2 separate regions of the Sparus aurata genome follow, and region 1 is linked to region 2. Evidence: chromatin contacts called from public Hi-C data. All regions are on one chromosome and are shown on one strand. Each heading gives the region's core, a stretch centred on a gene start, on an enhancer-like site or on the middle of the called end of the contact. The rest is flanking DNA. Distances are from core to core; before and after follow the strand shown.

Region 1 (6,039 bases), core at 2,761-5,260, 180 kb after region 2:
TGTATTGATTTAGGCAGATTGGCATCTTTGTTTGTCAATGACTTGGTTAATTGATTATACAAATTACATTACATTTTCTTTTTATTAACTGTATGATTGATTAACTAATCCTTATATCTCTGAATAAAGTTGGATGGTGCATACTCGGCCTGTGGTAGGCCTACAATAAAATGAGTAAAACAATATAAATACATTAAATTTCACAAATGAAAAGCTCTGTTACATAAAACCTTCATCACAGCCAGAAAAACTACAGACACATCGAAATAAATACAAGGGGTAAGGAGGCTGGAGACATCTCTATAAATGATGCAGAGTTAAGTTTAGCTATACTTTACTTTTTCTACATTAAGTACAATATATGGCAGGTGGACAACCTGCCCTAGCTCGTTATACTTAAGTAATCCCACCTTTGAGTCTGTTAGAGGTAGCTCTATGGCTAGTGAATGGAATATTTGGAATGTTTCCAAATAGTAAACTGCTTTAAAATAAAATGTATGATGGCGCCTATTACCTCACATGTTGTTTTTCCTCCTTTATTTTGTTTATATTTACAAGCACACCGCTAAGGGGTTCACTCGTGTACACTTGTCAAAGAGACATCATTCTGTTGCAGTCAGCCAAGTTGTTTGTTTACTTTTGGTGTGCACCTGGAACACTTGAAGGTAGGAAGTTGGAAATTTCAACAAGGAAATTTCGACCCCATTGTTGATGGGAAACCAAAGGGTGAGGTATATCAATCAAGCCTGCTCTGGAGATACACACAATGCTGAGAGGATGTCTAATCAGGCTAAATAAGTGGACACACCTGTATGTGTTTATCTGAAGCCTGTAGGGCATTTATTAATATTTACCACCTTCTCACTCCAGGTCCACATGTTGAAATGTGTAAAACTCACAATAGGTTTGTATGAAATCATTTTTTCATCATGCCAAATGAAAACTAAAGGTTCAAACCTAACAAGTACCTTCCTTCCTTTTTAGGAGAATACAAAGTTTCAAATTAGTATGTGCCTTTTGTTACTGAATCAAATATTAGTTTTTCTGTAAATGAATGGAAAAATGTTAAATAAATGCTCTTGACCAATCTGCAACTTGAAGAACTAAAATTAATCAATTACACGGAATAGTTCATGACACTGTGTCAAAGGCCACTTTAATCTGCACCATACATTTTGAGCAAAATGTCTATCAATGTGTTAAACTCTTGGCATGCTTTGTCCAACTGTCATCAAAGGGGCATAGCCTCTAATTGTTCATCCCTTTTATAAGGGCTGACTATTAATCTCAATATTATCACAATATGGCCACATGCAATATCCAAATTCAGGAGCTGTAAGGTTTTTTTTTGTGTTTTTTTTTTAGCTCGCCTTGAACATTTCACAACATACTATTAAAAATTAGGCACTGTGTGGCTACAGAGATGCCCTGGCCTACAAATCATAATCTCCAGACATAAGGCAACATGGTTGTCGGGTACAGACCCCAACAAAGATTACATCATCAATATTTTATATAGAAGGTAAAAAGAAATGCAAAAATTAAAATGCCCACTGAAATCATGACTCACATCACAGTTACAATATCTGTCAAAATAGTTGCAATATAATTTTGTTTTGCTTATCCTCCAGCCCTACTTTCAAAACACTACAGGAAGTTCCAACAGACACATCAAATGGGGTGTCAATACTAACGCTTTCCAGCTGTTTGTACCAAGGACTGTTCCTGCATGTCTACAAATGGCATGTTTTTTAAACAAAATCTGCTGTATGCATCTTGCAGAAATACATATAAACTCTAGGCAGCACTGTTGCTAACACGAGCCTGGTCTGTGAGTTGAAGATGTTCACACAGGCTCCCACAAAACAGCGGAAAATAGGCTGACTGCACGACCTTAAATACCCTCAGCTGAGGACTGATGCTGCCTTCAGTTGCTCCTTGGAAACTCCCTTACTGCATGATGTAAATATGGACAGTCGTGCATTTTAGTCCTTCTCGTTTGAAAATAAAAATGGCAGTATCAGCAACGTGTCAACATTTTTTTAAATACATTAATGCTTTTCTAAATATGAACAGATGTAACCAATGTGCACAAAAATGGCCAGTAACTGAGACGCTTTTTTCTGATGCTGCGTTTTTATAAATACATGTAAAAAAAAAATGTTTTACTTATCCGTATGTTTTTGGCACTAAGGGGGAAAATGTGCTTTCATGACTATCATATACATTACTTACAACAGCAGCTGCTCTCTAAGTCCACAGCTATCCGCCCCCTGAACCTCACATCTCAACACTCAGGCAGAAAACCTCCCACCGTCACCTTGCTGGATCGTTCATGCACGAGCGCACTTGTATTTTCTGACAGCCTTCGAAGGCATCATTCCATGCTCATATGGTAACATGTCTCCTTTCATACTGCAACAAACAGGACTGTTTATAATAAAGTGTAAATGAGCCGAGCTAACTTTATACTCATAAACAAATCATGCCCTGGGGCTAATGCCGCGTATTCAGTCAAACACAGCACTAGTAAACAACTCAGACTTGCGTTTGTGCAATGTCACCAGTACACTGAACTGTAACATTCAAAAGTCCAACCTTTAAGGTAACTAATGCACTGTGAAAGGATTGCTTATTTTCACATGCCAGATGTTGATCGAGTGCTTCAGCGAGTTCACGTTGCCAAAGCGAAAGCAAAGGTTACATCAGAATGGTGAGCTTAAATACGTTTCTGACATATATCCCAGGCCACGGAAGTAAAAATGAGCAAGACCCTGACGGACGATCATCATCCTAAACTACTAGGGCGCCCTAGGCTCCCAGAGAAACGATCACTTGGGCCCATAACCCAACTCCCTCAAGTCTTCATAAAGCTAGTCCGGGTCCGTGCTGTTTTTCTCTTGCACTGACAGAACCTCGAGCCAAAAATCCATCATTTTAAGGTGCTCTCGCTTTTTGTAGAAATTAACATCCCATTAAAGCAATTCCTGAGTTCGACTTGAATAATTATGAGGCGGTGTTCAATTCGGCGTGATTAAAAAAGCTCAAAAAACGAATGCAATTTTAACTTTTTAGATCAATTGTCCTTTCATCCTGCAATCTCATTACGATAAAATACACCATCGTGGGCGTAAGGGAGCTCAGTGGTAAGCAATAATAAAGTTTAAATATGACAGTCATAACGCACTGCTTTCGGAATTAATTGTAATCCGAATTGTCATTAAGACTCATATGATTCTGGAAAGGTCCAAGTCATGTTCACCTGGAGTGAACTGTCTGCCGATTGGCGAGGCAGCACAGAATTGATGAAATTGTTAATGAAGTTTGGCAAACACTATTCCCTCCATAGGACGTAACACACTGGTGGTCATGTTAAAGAAGCGTGGACATTATTGTGACATTTAGCTTACGAGGCGCAGTGTATGGCCACCTAGCTGCTGTACTGTCAGACACCCAGTTTTTTGGAGAGGCTGTCATTGGCTAGACTATGGTCAGAAATATTCCAAAATTGAAACATACCGCATATGCAAGACGAAGCTCGTATCCAAATGTTATTTGATGTCCCAGTGCTCGTGCATTCCTCCTCAACTGGAACCAGTGTCGATCTCCGTCGGCTAAACTGAACGGGACACAGCGCCAGGGTTTAACCTGAAATGACCCGCGCTAGTGCAAATCAGGCGAGAGCTATGCGTGTGTCTGCGTGTGTCCTGTATCTGCGTGGAGAGAGTGTAGTATGGGCTACCAGTGTGCGGTACGCGGTACACTCCGTGCTCCGAAGGCAGAAAACTTCGCCATAGATCCCAAAACAAAGCTTTAAAAGCGGCAGACTTACGAAACTGACAATTGTAGCGCTCCGACTGATCGCTACAGAGAATCAGAGAGCCGACTCACAGGCAGGAACGGAACAAAATAAGCCTCGCCCTTACTACAAACTCCCAAGTTTTTTTTTTTCTTTTGCGATGGCGGTTGGCTGCCTTAACAGTGGGCCTGGTACATGTACAGCAGGAAACATACTGCTCCAGCTGTGTGTGTGTGCGTGCGTGTGTGTGTGTGTGTGTGTGTCAGTGGTCAATAAAAGCAGGGGAAGGATTTGGATAGAGTTATTATTATTATTATTATTATTATTATTATTGTTATTATTATTATTATTATTATTATTATTATTATTACCATTTCATTCTTGTTATTATCATTATTTTTTATTATCATTATCATCATCATCTCATAATCATTAGTAATAGTAGTAGTAGTAGAAGTAATATTATTATTATTATTGCTATTATTATTATGTTTGAGTAAAAGGTTATATTTATTTATTTAAAATGAATATAATTAATTTTATTGTATTTTCAATGTATTTAATGACATACATTTACATTTATATTGTTTTATTTTCATTATATGTTTTTTATGATTTCTGTATTTTTATAGATTTAGGTTGTGCCTGTATGTTCTCGTGTGCTCAACAAATCCAAGCCAAAAATATATATTTCATGTATGTCACCAGACTTGTCTAGAGCAGGGGATCCGAAAATCTTTTGTAATCATAGTAAAGTGGCATAAATTTGTTTTATGCCATTGAACTGTAATGTTCACTGTAATTAACTGAAAAGTTGAATTTGGTTTCGTCAGTTTTGCATCACATGAAGTGACAAAAGCTTTAAATGGCCTATTAGAACAGTAAATTTTTTTTACTTAGCTCATTATTTCAGTTCTTTAACACCTTTACCACACATTTTTTTAACCTCTGCTCATTTGCTTATTGGCTTTCCCATTCTCTTAATTTCTCTTCTTAACTTAAAACATATTTTATTTTATTTTATGGCTGATTCAATATCTGGATGTATTTTTTGATCAACTCATGAATGCAATTACTCAAAAGTCACTGAGCTAATTTACAGTCTCTCCATGTAAATTCAACAACAATAAGTGAAGTACCCCCTGCGGGGCAAGTACCCTTGGATGGGGATCACAGGTCTAGAGCACAGCCAATTCATATAAGGGCCACACAGGAGTTAAAGGGCAATTTTACACATTAAAGTGTGTTTACAGGTCTTAGGGTGTACTACAGTCTGTGTGAAAAATGTAGTGGCTCCAGAGGAAGCTGCATGTAATCTAATAGATTACCTCCAGCAGGAACACTCAGTGGCTACCTTACATTGTTGGTAATGTAGGCACCAGGTTTTGAAAAGCAGTCCACAGCTCTAGCATTGCACTCATATAACACTGTTGGATTCATGTGAACAATATAAAAACAAATGATCAAAATCAATACAATAGAACCAGAGATATCACCATTTGTATTCCACACATTCTTCTTCCTTCTCAAAGGCTTCATCTTCAGCACTATGATGCCCATAGAGAGGCAGACAAGCATCATATTCGTAGCATAAAAATGCTTTGAATATTTAAGATTTATTACAACATATTTGAAGCATGTATGTATTATTCAACCTTGATACAGTGGTGCTGCTCAGTCTAGTTTCCAACTTTGCCCACTGGCCTCTCGCAGTATTGCAGCAAAAAGTTCCCCTGTGGCCCAAAAAGCAGTTCCCCCATAGAGCAGCCTTATAAAAGAGACGTCCATACAAGTGGAGACACCTCAGACTGCAGACTGTGGGCCAATAATGACTTTATAATATTCATTTATGATCCATGGTGGTTTTTTTTTAATTTAGAAAACTTTCTTTAAGCCAAGTAAAGTTTGTGACGTCATCACAATGTAAAATCTACAGGCAGAGCAGGAACTCCTCGGTGAGGCTAGCTGGGTGTCACTAGTCAGTAGGCTGCATAACCAGGCCAGGTGAGCACTTCTCATTGGACTGAACAAGCACCATATGATCTTTGATATCAAGTTCTATTATAAATTTATGATTTGCATATTTCTACTAGATAACTTTCATTCTAATAAAAGGGTTATGTCAAAAGAACACCACCGTTTTTCTGTATCATTGCCAAAGGCTTCTAAAAGGAAAGGTTGGAAAAAAAAGACTTGTATACGCAGTTGTCTTTTCATGTTTTTGGTTTCCCATCTGCTAT
Region 2 (5,321 bases), core at 2,477-4,976:
GTATTGTTTTGCTCTGCCAGACTTTTCCTGGGGGTTTAAATGTTTGTTTATGGTGCTCCATAAGATGTTTTCAAATAAGGACTGACTGATACGGTCTTTTCAGGGCTGATGCCAATACCAAGTTTTAGTAATCAAGGACACCAATAACCAGTATTTGCAACCAATACACATTTTCAGTAAAAATACAAATGTGACAGGATAACCTCCCAAATTACTTTGCACATTCAGATTATTCAGTCAGCTGTAACTTTTGACATGAAATCAATCAGATACTGTTGAGGGACATTGGGACATATGGGCCCATTTTAATAGGGCTTGTTTGATACACCCATTAGACTCAGCTACAAGCACTAAAATGTGAAAGTCAAAGGAGCTCAGCATTGATCTGAAAGAGCACATTAGTGATTTCAATGAGTCAGGAAAGTCACTTGAAGCCAATTCAAAGCAGTTACAGGTCCTAAAATCAACTGTACAAACAATTGTAAGTATAAAGTGCATAGCACAGTTGTGTGTCACTGCCACAATCAGGAAAAAAACTAAAACTATCACCTGCCTCTGAGAGAAAAAAGGTCAGTATGTGTCCACAGTCAAGAACATTTAGCACCGCCATGGGCTGAGAGACTGCCGTACACAAAAAAGAAGTCTTTGCTCGGGACACAGGACCTTAAAGCTCGACTGAAGTTTGCTGCTGACCATATGGACAAAGAAAAAACCTCATAGAGGAAAACTCAGATGAAACAAATATTGAGTTTTTTGGCCACAATAAGCAGTGATATGTTTGGAGGAGAGGTGAGGCCTTTAACCCTGAGCTGTTTTGCTGCAACTCTCATAGGCTTATTTATATTAAATAACTGTTGTTGTAATATTTTTGACACAATTGCTGCAAGAAATGGGCTGCTGTAGTGCGTTAAAGTCATGGATTTGGACCATGTCATGAATGGATGTCACTAATAACAGCAATATCCCAGACTCCCTTACAACTTGGATGATTTTAAGAGTTGCTGTATGAGGACAAACTTAAATCTTTGAAACGGCTACAGCTAATTCTAAATCATTGGCGCCACTTGTAAATTCAGCATTAAATACAAAACATTAAGATGTCTCTTTCCTTACCAAACATGTCAGTTTGTCATAGCATCACTGTCTGTCTCTGTATCTCAACTGTGTCTTACCTCCCAGCAGCTGTTTGAGCACACTGTTTCAACTGATTTCAGAAGATCAACTTCATGCTCATGGACCACATCATTTTACGAAGCAGATCACTGTATCCCAATTTCAGTCATTCCCATTCTACGTTCCTGTCAATGTCGGAGGTCGGGATTTCCCAATTGAAATTTCCAACGTTCCAGGTTGCAAAATGCCAAACTGCCCCAGAGAAAGAGAGCAAAACGTTATACCCCTTTTCTACTGATCAGAAATTTCACCTAAACCTGCCAAGATCAGGCTTTTGTGTGCAATGGGAATGTGTAAAACTCTGCATTTACACCCAGGTCGACTGAGTCTGCAGTAGACACAGGTTTATATCACCTTGGCTCGGCTTAGATCTAAACGTAAGACCCGGGGGAACGCGCTAAATTCCACCGCATAAAGTGATGATAGTGGTGGTGCATAATAAGGAAGGAATTTGGGATAAGATTTATTAAAAACGACTTATCACTGACAGTTTTGGAGGTGGCCGTTCATTCCTATGAAAGCTGCTCAGTGGTGTTTTGGAGCCAAAAATGCTTGACTTCCAGGCTGTGAAAATACCAGGATCGCCATCTAAGCCGGCTAACTCTGGGGTTAGTGCCTAGCTCAAATTATGACAGTGTACAAATCATTTCATGGGTATTCTGACACTCAAAATATTTTATCCACTGTTTTACAGCCGCTCCTTTCATAAAGAACAAGAACAAACCCAATCTACCTCCTCCTACCTCCTTTTAGCACCTTAAAGGGCTATATATATAATTTATTTATATTACTATTTCCTCTATGTGTTGCTTTTTTATTTGTTGCTGCGAGAGCACCCTCAATTTCATTGTACCCTCCTGTACAATGACAATAAAGACTATTCTATTCTATTCTATTCTTAAGGATTGACTTTTTTTCTTCTGTTTCAACTGTTTCCACTGCATTTGTGACGTGAAACATGACATCAGTGATGTACAATGTAACGCTTTGTCATCACAGACGGGCTGCCATGCCTACGGAAAGTGGGAATGGCGTCAAAAAGCAATTTTTAGAAGGATGACCTGCATATAAAAAGCCTGTGTAGAACTGCTGATTTTGGTTGGAAAAGCTGTATTAGTTCAGAAATGAAGTCCGATAACATAAAATAATGACCAGCTTCCAGCACAAAACAGAAGTTCCACAGAGCCCCTTTAACTCGTACAATTCACAGCATCAATTAAATATTAATATTTCCAAAAATGTTTAAAATGTACTTATGATATTAATATTTTTCCAGCTTGCTACCATGCAAGGCGTTGCAGTGGTTAAGCACTGTTGCCCAGCACAAAGTCCTAGGTTCAAGTCCCAGCTGGGGTAGGGGTTCTCTGTGCTGATTTTGCATGTTCTCCCTGTGTCTGCGTTAGGGATGGGCGGATCGATCCAAATATTGATAGTATCGATACCAAGGTGAGTATTAGTATCGGATTGATACTAGCGTGATGAGATTGATATTTTTGTTGCAGTTTCTCTTCTATAAATTCAGCAAATCACTTGTATTTCTTCACAGAGTTTGTGTGAGCGCAGCTTTGTCCTCAGTCTCAGTCCTTAAAGCGCAGCGCTCCTCTTCACCTCTCTCACTCCGCTCACTCAGGTTCACTGTAAATATAAATCAAAAATATATACTTATACTAAGATATATATCCTACCTCAAGAATATAATAACCCCTTTGTGTCTCTGTTGAAGGAACACTAGTATTCCTATTTAGGCTATATGCGGATAGGTTATAGATTTAATTATGTTAAATATAATTTTCTTATTTGGCTAAAATCTTTGTCCTGTTTATCGTTATTATAATCATGGTCAACTAATTAAAGGCAAAAGTACAAAATCATTATTTGATCAGGAATTTTCAAGTAAAAAGTATCAGTATCGGTATCGCTATCAGCAATACTGGCCCTGTATTTACTTGGTATCGGATCGATACCAAAATTTGCAGTTTCGCCCACCCCTAGTCTGCGTTGGTTTTTTCACCAGGTACTCCTCCCACAATCCAAAGACATGCAAGTTAGGTTAATCAGTCAATCTAGATTACCCGTAGCTGTGAATGTGAGTGTCAATGGTTGTTTTTTCCCTATACGTCAGCCCTATGATGAACTGGCTGATATCCAGGGTGTACCCACTGCTTGCCCAATGTCAACTTGGATCATCACCAGAGAATGATGTTTATACAGGAAAAGAAGTTGCTTTTGCAATATATGAAAGGTATAATGGCGTTCAAATAAAGATAATGAATGGGAAATTTTACCTGTGTGCAGAGATACCTGCCAATTAGTTTGTCAGAGATTTACACCTGCCCTCTTCACATAAAAAACAAGAACTACTTTGTATCAGACTAATCTATGTGAATTAAAATATTTATGAGCCACCTATAATATGTTGCAACATACTCGTTTTTTTTTGTTTTTTTTAAAGCAGGATGTACTTGCCAACTGTTCTGTTCAATTTGATTGGTGAAAGTATGTCAGTGGGTTACATTGACACCAGTGCAGGGCTGCAGGGAGGGAGGAGCCGGTGAACTGGGTCACATGGTTGCACTCGCTACTCGAAACAGCCACTGCAAAACCAGTCCTCTAAACCACTGGCGCCTTCAACGCAGCTTTTTTCTTGTTCCACCGTCGAATGGAGTCTGGTTTATTTGTAGTGTAGCTCAAAAACAGACGAGTCGTGTTGCTTCTCTCAACTGACAGAAGAAATTCACCGCCGGCTTCGAGGAGGAAAAATCTGCCCTTTTGGTGTCATTGAAATCGGGTCTGTGAAAACTTGCTGCTTCGGTTTGAAATGACATTTTTCTTCCCTGTGTAATTATATCTTCGCTAGTCCGTCTGTCACTGACAACCCACCGTATTTTTACGGTCTTTATCGGGTTCTGGCGTAAATGTTGTAGTTTAAAAGCCAATTTCTTAGCCGAGACTAATCAGCGACTTTCCAGTTGCTGAACACTAAAATAGAAACACGGCTTCGGCACTGAGGTAGCAGAGGAGGAGGAAAACCCCCAAACTCTCATAAAATGGAGTCAACCAAAGCTGGTAAGTGAGCTTTAACTCTCATTTCAATGACAGTAGCTGCATCGCTACTTGTGTGTATTAATATTGAGCTACTGATTCAGTGAAATTATGTGTCGTAAAAGGTGCAAGACTAGTATAATGAAGGGACGCTCTTGTCTTCTATTAAAAACCGTCGAAAACACCTTAAATGTTGCAGATAAGAATGTCCACTGGTGTGTTCAGGTTTAACTGGGTTAGGAGTACCAGTGGGTTGTTGTTGTTACCCAAGTAGCTGGCCTCAGCAGCACTGCAGTCGTCTCCTCTCACATGGACCCATCAGCCTAGCCATGTGCACCTCTGTTTACGCTCCTCGTGCGTCGCAGCACATTGGCCGACTGACGCCGTGACGTTGCTATTGCATAATTCCTCCCATCGAGCTGGTGTGGCGTCTCGCCGCGGATACACGTGAGGCATCTCGCAGCACCGCGCGTTGACCCAGTTTTCCCGGGAAGGAACTTGCTTTGGTCCACGTGGGGGCGTGTTGAAGAACGCCTAAAGTTATGGCGCATTCACGGCCCGTGGGACACACTAGTCTTTGTTACACAGCGACACTCAGAACGTTTTGGGCTGAAACATATTTCTCAAATTAACATCCATCTGAACCGTGGTTATAATGTTGAAATGACTAATTTAATGAAGTCAGGGTGGTAATAGAAACGGTTAGTGTAGATTGTCACATTTCCCTTGGTACAGCCCAGTAGGTTTCCAGTCAATTGTGACATTTCCCATTCAGTGCCGCACCTTCTCATTTATTACAGTTTTCCAGCTTTTAAATAGAATAAATCAAGCCAAGACAACAAATTTGATGACTTGACTCTCAATATTTCACTTGGCACTACAGTTCAACGCAATTATGTACTATGCAGGATTAATAATTGCTCAATTTGGAGCAGACTATATTGTTAATATCATTACACTTTGAAATGATTCATGATATTTTCACACAATATTATTCTGAAGTTGTGTTTTGTCTGGCTTTGTCAAGTGCTCCAATTTATCTTTGCACAGATATGATGGGTAGTTTCATTGAGACTATGATGCAATGACACTCATTTCTTGAAATG

The links. Hi-C and Micro-C count contacts between places; a contact is called where the count stands out from the background.
Region 1: a contact with region 2 is called in a Hi-C map of skeletal muscle, with 4 times the contacts expected there. The contact joins the promoter of thrb here to the promoter of nr1d2b in region 2. A contact is called at or near these places in 2 of 2 Hi-C or Micro-C datasets (skeletal muscle and an unstated tissue).

Annotation. Positions count from the first base shown.
Region 1 is chr3:29,742,585-29,748,623 of fSpaAur1.1, forward strand. thrb (thyroid hormone receptor beta) reads right to left here and starts at 4,011. Exons shown (of 9, transcript XM_030412039.1): 1 at 3,520-4,011.
Region 2 is chr3:29,560,629-29,565,949 of fSpaAur1.1, forward strand. nr1d2b (nuclear receptor subfamily 1, group D, member 2b) reads left to right here and starts at 3,727. Exons shown (of 8, transcript XM_030412025.1): 1 at 3,727-4,239. The coding sequence starts at 4,221.